Linked DNA regions of Mus musculus: region 2 is linked to region 1. A link is a contact called in public promoter capture Hi-C data. All regions are on one chromosome and are shown on one strand. The core of a region is the stretch at or near the end of the contact, and the rest is flanking DNA. Distances in the headings are between cores, read along the strand shown.

Evidence for each region. Promoter capture Hi-C pulls out the DNA fragments that hold promoters and counts their contacts.
Region 2: a contact with region 1 is called in a promoter capture Hi-C map of hippocampal neurons, with 2.6 times the contacts expected there. The contact joins the enhancer-like site here to the promoter of Ypel4 in region 1. A contact is called at or near these places in 20 of 39 promoter capture datasets (the 3T3-L1 cell line, 3T3-L1-derived adipocytes, the C10 cell line and 11 more), 1 of 15 datasets of contacts at CTCF or cohesin (embryonic stem cells), 13 of 484 Hi-C or Micro-C datasets (the 3T3-L1 cell line, B cells, the G1E-ER4 cell line and 7 more), 5 of 115 datasets of contacts at active chromatin or transcription factors (the SCID.adh cell line and embryonic stem cells) and 4 of 9 other capture datasets (adipose tissue, embryonic stem cells, liver and 1 more).

Annotation. Positions count from the first base shown.
Region 1 is chr2:84,730,736-84,737,651 of GRCm38.p6, forward strand. Ypel4 (yippee like 4) reads left to right here and starts at 3,469. Exons shown (of 5, transcript NM_001005342.2): 1 at 3,469-3,558; 2 at 5,904-6,230; 3 at 6,329-6,372; 4 at 6,685-6,793. The coding sequence starts at 6,090.
Region 2 is chr2:84,861,916-84,868,831 of GRCm38.p6, forward strand. It overlaps Slc43a1 (solute carrier family 43, member 1), which reads left to right. Exons shown (of 14, transcript NM_001083809.1): 14 at 968-1,671. The coding sequence ends at 1,114. Among named protein-coding and RNA genes, the nearest start is that of Rtn4rl2, 21 kb to the right of the region's middle. Within about 2 kb of position 4,371, at least 49 of the 459 cell types and tissues checked have an H3K27ac peak or open chromatin away from gene starts, as enhancers often do. A contact at or near this core is called in the G1E-ER4 cell line, cortical neurons and hippocampal neurons, where this site is marked.

The DNA.
Region 1 (6,916 bases), core at 2,219-4,718:
CCTCAGATAGTGTATAACCATCTCAAGCTGAAATCAGCAAGAGCCCTCTCCTCCCTTTGAGATTGCTCTCCACTTGACTTCTTTTTTTTCTTTTTTTTTTTTTTCTTCTTTTTTTTTGATTTTTCAAGGCAGGATTTCTCCATGTAGCCATGGCTGTTCTGGAACTCTCTCTGTAGACCAGGCTGGCCTCGATCTCAGAAATCCACCTGCCTCTGCCTCCCGAGTGCTGGAATTAAAGGCGTGTACCACCACCACACTCTGCTCCACTTCACTTCTTAAATACAGAAAAAGGACGGTATACAAGCCATTTGAGTGTGCTTGTTGCCTGCACTCTCTTCATTTCCAATCTCACCAGGCACTCTGGCAGTCTGCCTGCACCCGACCCCCGTAGGACACCCCATCACTCTGTCCTGTGTCCTGGTCCTTCTCTACAGCTAAACCTTTGATAGTTTTGTTTCTTTGTTGATTTAAGTTTATGAACATCCCTTTTGCTTCCAGCTCTAATTCTACAGCCTAGAGGCTGTTCTCTGCTTTTCCTCAAGCCTGGACCCTCAAAGTCATCTTCCTCTTATCCTTCTTTTCTTTTTCCTTTGTTGGGCTCATCATGCTGCGTGTCATGGTGATGATGTGGGGGTGGCAATGTGCCACAGTGCAGAGGCCAGAGGACAACGCTTTGGAGTGGACCCTGTCCTTTGACCTTGACAGAGATTCTGTCTGGGGACTGATCTCAGGTTTTCAGTCAGGCTTTTGGAAAGCAAGTGCATTTACCTGCTGAGCCATCTTCACAACTCCAGTATTACCATTTTTATCTGTTACACCCGCCATCTTTCTTTCTGGCTTTTGTATTTTGAGAGCCTTGAACTCTGGATCCTCCCATCTCTGCTTCTGCAGTGCTGGGATCACAGACATGAGCCATCATGACCAGCGTGCCTGTTTTTAGGCAGAGGCTCACACTGTAGCCCAGACTGGCCTGCAACTCCCTGTGTACTTAAGGCTGGCTGCTTACTGAGAGAGATCCTCTCACCTCAGCTTCCTGAATGATGCTAACCATCATTTCAGAGTCCTTCTTTCTTCAGCCAGCTCTTCTCATTTTCAGGCCTCTAGTACTAACCCTCATGATACACACACTGTGTCTTCAGAGCTTACCTACACGCCAGACTTGATCCCAATTGAGTATTCAGAATCTCCCTTTCTTCTTACAGGACCCATGGGATCTTTCTTTACCTGTTTTCCCTGCCTTAATCTTCACCCCTCACATGTGAGAAGAGAGATAGATAGCAAAACTACTCTCCATGAGTCTGTTTCAGTTTTCATTTTCTGAAAATTAGCCTATGAAATAAAATGGAGTTCTGTCTTGTGGATGGGTGCGTGTTCTGGGCCCACATAATTTAGTGACAGACACAGTACTGCACTCCATGGAAAGTGTTCCAGGTCAGATGAATTTTACCTGGAAGCTGATTTTAAATAAATAAATAAATAAATAAATAGTGGAGCTGGAGAGATGGCTCAGCAGTTAAGACCAAGGCTGCTCTTCCAGATGAGTTCAATTCCCAGCAACCACATGGTGGCTCACAACCATCTGTAATGGAATCTGACGCCCTCTTTGGTGTGTCTGAAGACAGTGACAGTGTACTCATATAAATTAAGTAAATAAAACTGTAAAAAAATTAGCAAGGGAAAATGTAATCCCTCTATAAGACAAACATTTGGCATCATGTCTCTTGAAATATCAAAACTGTAATAGAAAATCCCCTCTGAGCTTGAGTCATGCTCTGAGATGATGATGATGATGATGATGGTTCCCACCTGTATTGGTTCAGAGTTTCTGTTTATCCACTCCTTATCTTACCAGGACACACAGACTGGCCTGGAATTTGCAGTCCTGCCCATCTCATTGCCCCATGTAGAGAATGCTGTTTTGAAATAACACTAATCCTGGGGGTTGGAGAGATGGCTCAGCGGTTAAGAGCACTGACTGCTCTTCCAAAAGTCCTGAGTTCAATTCCCAGCAACCACATGGTGGCTCACAACCATCTGTAATGGGATCTGACACTCTTTTCTGGTGTGTCTGAAGACAGCTACAGTGTACTCGTATACATAAAGTAAACAAATCTTAAAAAAATAAAAATAACACTAACCCATAACAAAATTCAATTTAGAATGCTAATTTTAAAAGTTAAGTACAGGCCAGGCGTGGTGGTGCACGCCTTTAATCCCAGCACTCAGGAGGCAAAGGCAGGCAGATTTCTGAGTTCGAGGCCAGCCTGGTCTACAAAATGAGTTCCAGGACAGCCAGGGCTATACAGAGAAACCCTGTCTCGAACACCACCCCCCCCCAAAAAAAAGTTAAGTACAAAAGGAGGGAACAACCTAAAATTTCATTACTCTTTACTTAGTGCCTATCATATGTCAGGCACTTTGGAAATTTACAAGCTGTCTCACATAGTCACTTCTTCTGGAGGTAAATAGAATTAGCTTCACTGGTCAGAAGAGGAATTGTATAGTGCAGGAGGATTAGTCATTTGCCCAGGGTTCCTGGTGAATAATTGGCAAAGCTAAGATTTCAACACCGGTGTCTTGGATATCAAAGCCAGACACATAGCCCTTGTCTGAAGATGAAAGCAAACAACTATTTTGCAAATATCTTCAGCATGCTGGACTTTGCAATAGACACTGCAGTCTTGGGATGCAGAGTGAAGTTCCCCTGAGGATCTGAAAGTTCACAGCTCTGTTAAGAACCTCATGTCACATAGGTGTCTCCATTGGCAGCACAAACCGTTTGGAGGGAGTTGATAAGAGGTTCCTGGGTTTAAGATGTCATATTTGACCTATGGCTTCTTTGGGGCCATGAAATGGACATTAAAGCTTCCAAGTACTCAGTACTGAACACATTTGAGAGCCTGGTTTGTCAACCATGACAATTAATATATCCTTCTTTACCTTACCCTGCATCAGAGCTGATGTCAGAGTTGAAGTGGAAATGTATCATGTTGAGTGCGAGTGTACTTCCTGGCTCTCTCTAGATCCACCTCACTTCACCATCCTTGCTCCCTCCCTGCCACCCTCACTCCATCCCTGCCCTTCTTCGGGTTCCGTTTCCTTGGTCACACAGCCTTGCTCCTTAACAACCTATTTCTCCTTTTCCTTACCACCTACATCGACACCCCTATGCCAGCCATCTCTCTGCCCCCACTCCCTAACATCACCCCTCTAGCCTGGTCCCTTGATGCCTGCCCCCTCCCTCCCTCTCAACCCGCCTCCTGTGTCTCCCAGCCCTGCTCTGACGTGGGAGGTGAGGGGGGTGGGGGGTTGGATGACTCACAGTGTTATGATGCAGTTCCACAACACACAGCCACATTTACCCACAGACCGAGGTACAGAGCAAGAGGCAACCTCTGCCCCCCAGCAGCTGTCCAGCCTGCAGTCCCAGACCTCAGCCCCTCAACTACCCTCCCCCAATCCCATCCCCTTCCCAATTGAAGGAACCAACAGAGAAGAGAGAAGAGTGAACAGAGAGATTGAAAGAGATAGACGGAGATCTCTGGAGCAGACCTCAAGGTGAGGGGGGCAGCCCTTCTCCAAATCAATTTTTCCCCTTCGCAAATTACCTCTTCCTGCTGTGTGTTGCTTTCTCTCCTTTGCAAAAGCATTATTCATCCACCCTTTGTCCTCCCTTCCCCCTCCCTGCTGCCTCCGCTCCCTCCTCTCTCTCAGCTCCTCCATCCTTCCCCAAGCTCTGACGATTCTCTCGCACTTATTTCCCGGCAACTTTGGCTGCGGCATCAGACATCACTGTTTATTGTTTTTGCTACCGGTGCAGACCCCCAGAGTCAGCCCTGGGAGCTGGCTGCTCTGCTAATTATTCGGACCATACCATACTGAAAATGCCTGGTCCAGGGGGAGGCGAAAACTCAAAGCAATTGAATACATCCGTTGTGAGCACAAGTCCCCCTCCCCTTTTTATTCCCTGAGAGGCACTGGATTCGCACCTGGTTCCACCTGTCTCTGCCTTGTCACTTAGGCTCTCAGTTGCCAGTCTTCCCAGGCACAAGCCCTTCTGCTCCCCCCACCTCCCACAGTCCAGCCTCATCTCAGCTTCAGGGACTCGTCCTCTTCCCAGCACTCACCTTTGTTTTGTTTTCTGACCTCAGTAATTTCCCCGATTTGCTTCACCCCATGACGAGAGAGGGCAGAAATGGGAGAAGTGACCCCAACTCTCCTTTTTATGATTTTTTAATTTAATTTTATTTTTTTGTCCTTTGCAGCTTCTCCTCTGCTGGACAGAGAAGCAGAAAGGGACAGGGAGGGAGGCGTGACAGTGACAGAAGGACAGGGCTAGGGAAGAAGATAGCGGGAGGGGGCAAACCTGGCATCTCCTGGTCCCTTGAAGTAGGTGTTTCAAGGTGGCACCTTGAGGTGAACTACAGGCAAACTTGAAGGAAGATCATGGAAGTGATGCTGAACTGTAGCAAGAAGGGCCAGAATACAATGTCACCCTGAACTAAGCCCAAGGTGTCTTCCTGGGACTCAAGACAACAGTAGAGGACCAAAAACTGAAGATGGTCTCACCCAGGGGGATTTGTGGAGACTGCATGACAGCCCTTCGAGACAGTAGAAGAATCGGGTGCTCATGGCCACCATGGAGGACAGGAGAACAGACTGTTTATGTGGGTAACTGAAGCTGTGCTGCCTCCTCTGCTTGGTGGTCTAGCATCACGAGAGCACTTAGCGGGCATCTCTGAAGGAGACACAGGCCACCCCACCTACAGCTGCAGGATGCTCCACTAGAGAGGCAGAGGCACATCACCTGCTTATCGGAGTTAACAGAAGACACTTCCCTCCTTATCCTCTGCCTGCAGTGCACTCAGCTACTTTGGGACTGGAGTGTGAGCAGATCCCAGCGTCTCAGGATTCTTATCCCCGCAATTATCTCACTGTTGCTGTCCTGGCACTGGCATTTGCTCTAGCTCCTGGGAGGAGAAATGTTTTCTGCCTTGTGCCCTAAAGCCCAGCTTTTAAAAATAAGGTGTCCCCTTACCCTGTTGTCTCCTATTAAGGTTGCTCTCACTCTATAGCACACAGCCCAGAAGCCTGGCTTCTGATGTGCTGCCTACTTTCCACGGGCCTAGCTGTCAGACTTGCTGGAAGAAAGATAATTCTCCTCCTAGGGCTAGGTGCTTGTCTTTAACTCAGAGCTAAGGCAACGGTAAGTAAGTAATGAGACCAGAGGACCAGATGCTAGGAAGACAGCAAGTGCTCCCTCTAGTCTGGGAGCTGTATCATCCCAGGATGCAGGATTGAGGAACACCCAGGGTTAAGGTCTTCAATACTGAAGAAGCTACCAAGTTCTATGGAGTTCCAGGGCGCAGGACTCAACCGCAGGCGAGTGCCGAAACAGACTGTGTGTACCCATCTGCCTGTCCCTCTTTCCTTCCTTCCCAAAATATGGGCAAATTGTATTGCAAATGGAGGCCTTGAGACAGAAAAAACAAACAAGCTAAACAAACAAATCCAACTTCCAGGAAGACCTGACTCTTAAAAAGGTTCCGATCTCCTCCCATTAGGGTGCAGTTCCTCACAGAACTGGACACAAGGTGGGCCTCTGCAGGTGATGTTGCACTCAAGGCAGTGTCTGTGCCAGGAGGCAGCTCTCAATGGAAAATGCTAGAGGCTGCTACTGTCTCTGGAGAGAGAAAGGTACCAAATCCCTGGCCATGGCACAAGACGCCTGGAACCGCTGCCAGAACAGAATGGGACTCTAGGGGACAGAAAGTGCAACGAGAGGCTGAGGGCTGGTGGTGATGGGGACGGTGCAGATGAACTGAGCCCCATCTTCTCTAGCCAATCAAAAGCGTCTCCTTGTGAAGTCCTACCTCCGCTGATGCATCTTCTTCTCTTGCCAGGTGACTTCCCATTTCTATCTGGTTCTCGTCTGGGGGGGGCCCTGGCAGGGCAGCCCCCCCACACTGCTACTGTCCTGAAACACGGCTCTAGCCAATCTGCTCCGTTGCTTTACCTGCGACCGTCTCTGTGGGGGCTGCACCGCACCAGCCCCTCCAGCCCGCCAGGGCATCGTCCTCCAACCCGTCATGCCCAGCTGTGACCCTGGCCCGGCCCCCGCATGTTTACCCACCAAGACTTTCCGCAGTTACCTGCCCCGCTGCCACCGCACTTACAGTTGCGTCCACTGTCGAGCACACTTGGCCAAACACGATGAGCTTATTTCCAAGGTAACGCTGAAGTGAGGGCCTGCCACTCCCCCAGTCTTTTACTCCAGGCAGTGGGGCCAAGGGATACCCAGTAGTCACTGTCTGTCCTGTTTCCACAGTCCTTCCAAGGAAGCCATGGCCGGGCCTACCTGTTTAACTCCGTGTGAGTCCACCTCTTTCTTTGTGTGTGTGTGTGTGTGTGCTTGTGCGTGTACTTATGTTTCAACAGCTTTCCTCTTTGCAAAATGGGGGTGAGTCTTCAAAGGGACCTGGTACTCCTGGTTCTAGTATCCCCTCTATAAAGGGGTTAAGAAACGCAGTTTAGTTTCGTGGGGCGAAAGATGGCCCAAGCACAAATTCTAGAGGGGTGGACCGCTGAAGGCATGTTCCCCAGGTAGAGATCCTTTTGGGTTGGTTGGGGGCTGGACTGACAGAACAACCCTACTGTGTGCTGGGTCCTTGTTTCCTGAGACAGGGTCAACGTGGGTTGTGGGCCAGCTGAACAGCGCCTCCTGCTCACAGGACTCCACTCGGTAGCTGACATTTTCTGCGAAAGCTGCAAGACCACACTGGGCTGGAAATATGTAAGTATTGGAAGACTAGACAGTCCCTGTGGCCCTCCAGATGTGTCCACACGGCAGGCCTTCACATAGTCCACAGAGGGAGCTTGGCATCGGGTTGGCCTAGGTGGCGGTAGAGGGGAGACA
Region 2 (6,916 bases), core at 3,121-5,620, 130 kb after region 1:
TTAAGCAGTTTTTCTCCAGGCAACTGGAATTACAGGTGGCCCACCACTCCCATGCAGTATTTAGATGATTTTGGGGATGTGGATGTTGGTCCTCACGCATGTTCTGAAAGAGCTTTTCCCATTGATTTGTTGGCATAAGGTCCCTGGTAGGTTGGGTACTATCCTGGTCATGGCCCCTGGGACTGCATTCAGGTACCTCTGGTCCCATTCCCATTGACCTGCAGAGGCATCCTTTCTCAGGGTTCCTCCCCACCTGACTGGGATGTTCACTGGCAGATTGCCTGCCCCTGCCTGCATGAGGTCCCTTCCTTGCAGAACTCTCACCCTCCTCCCTGACAGCATTTCTGCTTGTGGGACACTCACCTGTGAACCCTCTTTCTGAGAGAACTTGACATATGACCCTCCCCACAGTTTGCTGAGCAGTTCTTGTGCAATGAGCATGGGGGGGGGGTTTCTTTTGCTCAGTCTTTGCCACAGTCGACCTGTGAAAGAGGAACTCAGAGTTGAGAGTTTTGCCCAGAGTTGCACATGAATCATGGAGGGAGCAGGCTGTGATTCCCATGAGCTGGTGAAGGTCACGGCCCTGGGTGTGTGCTCCAGGCTGGCTCTGGCTCCTTTGACAATGACCAAGAGCCTCTTCTTGTCATACCAGTGGGATCTTACTGGCTGCCATGAGTCTGCCTTCAGGGGCATAGGTGCCTCCACTCGTGAGAGTGTTGCATTGTGGGGCCTCCTTGTTATTTCCTATACTTCACCTCAGCCCCTTTGCCAGGTTGCTGACCATCTAACATGCTGGTGGGACAGGCAACACACCCATTAGGTCTGACCATATTTCTTCTGATCCTGGGCCTGGAGGACAGATGGCTACTTTCTCCTCCATGATGGGAGTCTTAGGCAGGTCCCTGAAGAAGATGTGTCCAGCCAGTAAGGATGTGGCTTCCTTTGCTTTTCTTTCCATGTTCTACAGGTGAACCTGGGCCTCCTACTTCTCTCGTTCCTGGGATTTCTCCTACCTTCCTACCTCTACTACTACCGGTCTCGCCTGCAGAGAGAGTATGCCACCAATTTGGTAGACCCACAGAAGGTGCTCAATACTTCGAAGGTGGCTACATAGACTCCTGAGGCCAAGAGACTTGGAGGACAGGCAGTCAAGGCCTGATAAACCGAAGGGAATGGCCTGTGGCTTTCTACCTGCATCGTGTTCATAGAGCCGGGTTCTGTGGATTTATAAATACTAAGAGTTCTATTTTTGTAGGGACTTGCAAAAAAGGAAACAAACAGAACAAAACCCCCAAACCAAAAACAGCCCTTAAAAAACTCCCCCCAACCAAGCTATCCATCAACTGAAGACAGTGCCCGTTCCAGTGGTATTGGGCCATCGTCTTTGAAAAGAAAGTGTGGGGCTGCCCTTTCTCCACACTTGGCCTAGGAGCCTCTGTGGAGTTGCCTTCTGAAAACTCATGGGATCAGTGAACAGACCACACTAAGATTCCAGCCGCCAAGTGTGCACACATATATGTTACGCACATGCATATTGCATCCTTTCCTGCAGGAGAAGGACTGAGGGGCTGGCTGTATCCAGGATGGGGTGTGGGGGCTGGAGGGCGGGTTCCCTCCCTGATGCTGTTTCTTACAGGTCTTAGAGGAAATAAAAAGGGAAATGAAATCTGGCTGGTGTGTATCTGTGACTGGAGGAGTAGGTTGTTGTCTTTCCAGAACTCTATCCCTCTGCCTCACCCATGCTTGGCTGGGCCTTTAGGAAGGATGCTTGGTGGGGTTGGAGTGATAGTTCAGTACTTAGAGCCCTGGTTGCTCTTCCAGAGGACCTGATTGCTCACACTCCAGTATTCAGAGTGAGTTCTAGGACAGCCAGCGCTACATGGAGAAACCCTGCCTTGAAAAACAATACAATGTGTGTGTTGTGTGTGTGTGTTAGTGTGTGTGTCTGTCTGTCTGTCTGTCTGTCTGCCTGACCATTATTTGTCTAGCCATCTTCCTCTTCTCAACTATGTACTTACTGCCTTGCTATCTGTCTTAGTTATTTTCCTGTTGTACAGACACCATGATGACTTTAAAAAAGGAAGAGTTTGAAGGAACTTACAGTTTCTGAGGGCTTTGAGTCCCTAACTTCCACAGCAGGGAGCATGACAGGAGGCAGCCATGGTGCTGGGGCAGGAGCTGAGAGCTCACATTAGGAGACAACAATCAAGGGAAAAAGAGAGAAAGCTAAATGGAAATGGTGTGGGTTTTTGAAACCTCAAAGCCCAGTGACACACCTCCTGGAGAAGGCTATTCCTCTTAATCCTTCCCCAAGGGTTCCACCAGCTGGGGACCAAGTATTCAGATCTCTGAGCCTATAGAGGCCATGCTCATTCACCACACATTAGTGTCTAAAGGAAGTTCAGTTTCTGTCTCCCCAGGGTTTTAGACTCTACCTCACAAGCTGCCCTTTCTCCTTACAAGAAACAATGGCAAATGCTTAAGGAGGACATACTTAAGACCCAGATGTGGTGGATCCTTGAAGGCTGAAGTAGGAAGATTGCCATGAGTGTGAAACTAGCCTGGGCTACATAGTAAATTCCAGGCCAGCCTGAGCTTCAGACACACACACACACACACACACACACACACACACACACACACACACACAGAGAGAGAGAGAGAGAGAGAGAGAGAGAGAGAGAGAGAGAGAGAGAGAGAGAGAGAGGAGACATTAAAGAATGATTCAAACCTTTCTGCCACCAAGGCACATGTCTGAGGCCTGCAGAATGCAATGCCTATTTGTTGCCTCCTATTTTATCTTAAGACATCAGGCAAATTCTGAGCTGTGTTCCGCTATTTTTACATTTACTTTAAACATTAAAGGGAGGCTTTAGAATTACTCACATGTAAAGAGAACACCATCTTAAGTACTGAGCGACACTCCAGGAAGATGTGACCTTGTTTATCCCAGGCCACCACTGGTCTGTGCCTTGGGACATAAAGTCTTAGCAGTTAGTCATAGACTGACAGGACCACGGATGCCTGCTGAGAATCTGTCATCCACACCACCCCCCCTAGAGTCAGAGAGGTTAGTAATTCACTGCTTTGTGGGGTTTGGAAAACACCTAGAAAGATGAAGGCAAAGCCATGCAGTACACAGAGGCAGAGTGTTCAGGCAAGGGCAGGTAGCAATATGACTACAGAAGCCTATCCCATTGGCAGTCAGGGGCAGAAGGGATTACCCAGGTGTACTAGTTCTCTGGGATGGGTGACTTGTTAGTAGGTTTGCAGGGTTCGCATGTCAGCCTAAGGTAAACTAGCCTAGAGAACTCACTGTAGCTGGGACTAGCCTCCCATGTTCAATCCTCTTGCCTCAGCTTCCCAACTGCTGGTTGATTAGCACCACTATCTCTGACTTTGGAGTGACCCCAGTAAAAGTCCGGATCCACTCTCTTGACCCTTACCCCATGGAGGACCCCCCCCCAAATGTTAGGGCTGGAAGATAACATTCCAAATAAGCTGTGCTTCCCTGCTCGTTCTGAGTTCTCTTGAGGAATAAATAAAGAATGGCCCACCCATCTTCAAATGACAAAACTGCACGAGGTCTGGAGAGAAGTCACGCAGCAGATGGTTGCTTTAAGCAGACTCCTGACTCTCTATGTGGCCTTTTGTGCACACACACACACACACACACACACACACACACACACACACACACACAATCTCAGAATGGGAGAAATCCTGTCAGTGAGGCTGGCTAGCTCCCAAAGGCCCTGCCGGGGTCTCCCTGCTCTCTGCCCAGGACTCTAATTTTGTGAGCCTCAAGCCATCTAGTGACCTGTTTGGCATCCCACCAGTCAGTTCTCTGATGAAGGCAGGTGGTGGAAGCCCAGCGTGTGGGCGCGCGGTACTCAGTATGCCCAGCAGGCGGCGCTACGTGTTTGAGGGTGGCCAAGTAGGGGGTGGCAAGCCAGTAGGGGAACCCCCGACCACTGTGCTGAAATCCACGCTTCTGGCACCTATGCCTCAGTTTCCCTACCTCTGGTTGCTCTGCCCTTTCTCGACGTCTCTTCTTCCCAGACCCACCAGTCTTGCACTCTCTCTCAGGCCCCACGGACCCTCCGGAGGAAAGGGACTTCCACAGCTAACTCTGCGCAGCTGAGGCAGGGGCTGAGTGAGAGGTGGAGGTCGACGTGTGGACCTTCTAGGAGAGGGGTGTCATCATTGTTCCATTCCTGGGGATGGGAGAGTTTGGGGAGGGGGCTGGGTAGGGACGGAAGCAAGCTAGAGCCGTGTTTGTCGCGGCGCTGCCTAGAGGAACAGATGGCTGGGGAGGGGAGAGGGTGCCTTGCCGGGAGGAGGGGTGCGGGGGCCGGAGGATGAGGAACGAGGAATTTCGACGCCCGAGTCTCCCGGGAGAAGTCCCCCTCCTCATCTCTTCCCAGAAAGAGGGGCGGGCAAGCGCCTGTGGTTTCCCAAGGAGCCCCAGCCTCTGCCCCGCCCTTTGAGAGGTCCACCGCCCAGGGATGCGTCCCGGGCTCGCTTGCTCCTTCGGAGGGACTGGCTAGAGGCCACGGGGAACCGCCTGGGGCTCAGGGGTTAATGGGGCTGCGATCCGAGGGACGAGGGGGCGGCAGGAAGCGCTCTCTGGGTTGGGAGCGAGTTCAGGGATCGCAAACAGCTCTGGGGAAACGTGTTAATTGGAACTTTATGCAGATGAGCTGGGACTGGGGGCTGCCGGAGAGAACAGGTCAGAAGGATGCTGGACACAGCTGAATCCCCGCGGGTGCAGAGGGCCCTGGTTAAGGAGGTGACACACACGAACCTATAGATTCCTGGGATTCACCCTATAGAGGCATACTGGTCTTGAGGAATGAAACGCTTGCTCTCTGGTCCTTCTCAGAAAACTAGCGAGGGTTTGTCTGTGATTGTCCTTCTCTGAATTTTGGGTCCAGCAGTGCAGAATCTCAGGTGGCCATGGGTGGTCATACCTGCATGTGTTAAAGTCTTGCCCCCGGCTACTTCCCAGACTCATCTTGGCCACCTCCCACCCCTATATGACCTGGATCCCTCTTTTTTCACTCCTCATAGTATCTGTCTTGTGTTTTTGTTTAAACAGGATCTCAATTTCTAGCTCAGGTTAGCCTGGAACTCCCTATATAGCCCAGGCTGGCCTCGAACTCATTGCTATGCTCTTGCCCCACCCACCCTAGTACTGGGTTTACAGGCAAGCACGTCTGTCTCTATCATCCTCCATCTTTTATTTGTACCCACTGTCTACACAGAATTCTCACTCACAGCTTCCTCCATGTGTGTATGTTTGGGGAGGACCTCTAACTTTCTTTTGCATTGCTGCCTGCTCCCCTCTTTCCTCCCCTCCCCACTCACAAGATTCTCAGTCTTAAGTGCACTTACAGTAGCTCCCCGCTTGAAAAAAAAGCAGATTCCCGCACCCCCAGCTATCTGATTCAGCAGCGGTCGGTTGGTCGGTCGAGGGGGCTCAGGAACCAGCTTCCCTCCTAATCAGATAAAACGGCCCTTACCTTTGAAACACAGTGCAAAGGCTAAATGGACTGAAAAAAATAGGGACCCAGTTCCTTCTACAGCCCCCCCCCCCCCCCCCCCCCGCACACTATGGCTGTCTCTGGTGTGATGATATCTGGCCTGGAGAAGATGCCAGGTGGAAAAAAAGAAAGCGGAGGCAACAGGGAAGGGGGAGGGGAAGAATCCGAGATAAAAGGGTGAGTCTGCCCCTGGCTCTTCTCTAAGATGGCCCCCTTTCTCTCCTGCCCCACCTCAGGGTTCTCCCCTCTTTTGCCCCATCTCTACTTCCCCACTCATCAGCTCTCTACTGTTGACTTTCTGATCCACATTCTCCTCTCTTCTCATCTGTAGCTCCTGGGAGAAATTTGAGGCTCAGGCTTTTTGGAGGTGACTGGAGACAACAAAAGCAGTTGGAGCCCTACCTTCAAAACAAAGAGGCAAAGCCACTTCTAGGGGTGGAAGAAAAGAAGATGAGAAGAGACAGGGCTTGTGGGAAGATGGTGCCGACAAATACAGGCTATTTCCCCTTTCCTGCGACCTGCTGGATGCTTGCTCCCCAACTACAACTCAGTTATATCAGAGATCTCCCCCACCCAGATGTCCAAACCAACAATACCAACAAAAAGGGATATCGGGAGAAGTAATTTGCCAAGGTCACATAGCTAGGAAGTAGGAGAACCCTCTACTACCCCAAACCACTTTCCTTGAGCATAGCGATCCCAGAGTTCCCTCTCTGGCCCACTCCCCAGGAACAGTGGGATAGACAAGGGCGTCTGGTACAGAAGGAAGGAGATGGATGCTCAGGTTTCAGGACATCTGACAGGTTTGGCTGGAAGCATTAAAAATTCATAGAGAAACCTGACCCCAGCTGGACCTTGGGCCTGCCACCTGGTCTGGCTCTGCTTTTGTGGCCTTTCAAAAGTTGTTGGCCAACTTTCCCTTCTAAAGGGTCCTGGAAGCCCCATTTTTTTTTCATGTTTTATAAAAGAGCTCTCTAACAGATTAGAGATCTAAAGTGGGGAGCCAGCTGCTCAGAAAACCGGGCTGAAAACACCCTCACCCCCAGTCTGAGTGAAAGAACCTGAGAAGCTTAAGGGCTTATGAAGCTTGTCATCTGGCGTCCTTCTACTCCTCTCCCCAGGAGACTGCATGCTCACTCGGCAGTTTGTGGTGACAAAGCCTGTCTGTGCTTCCCGTGACGGCCAGTAGGGGGCAGCCATCCTCTGGGCTACTTCATCTCTGTAGTTTGAAGGGCAATGAAAAGAGCCCTGCCTATGGGCAGGAAGGTGCAGCCTCGGCTTTGAGGAAGAGCTCTGTAGTCTGTTATCTGAGGAGGAGCAGGGAGGAGTTTCCTAGTTTGGGGGAGATGAAAGAACTTTAGGGAGCACTG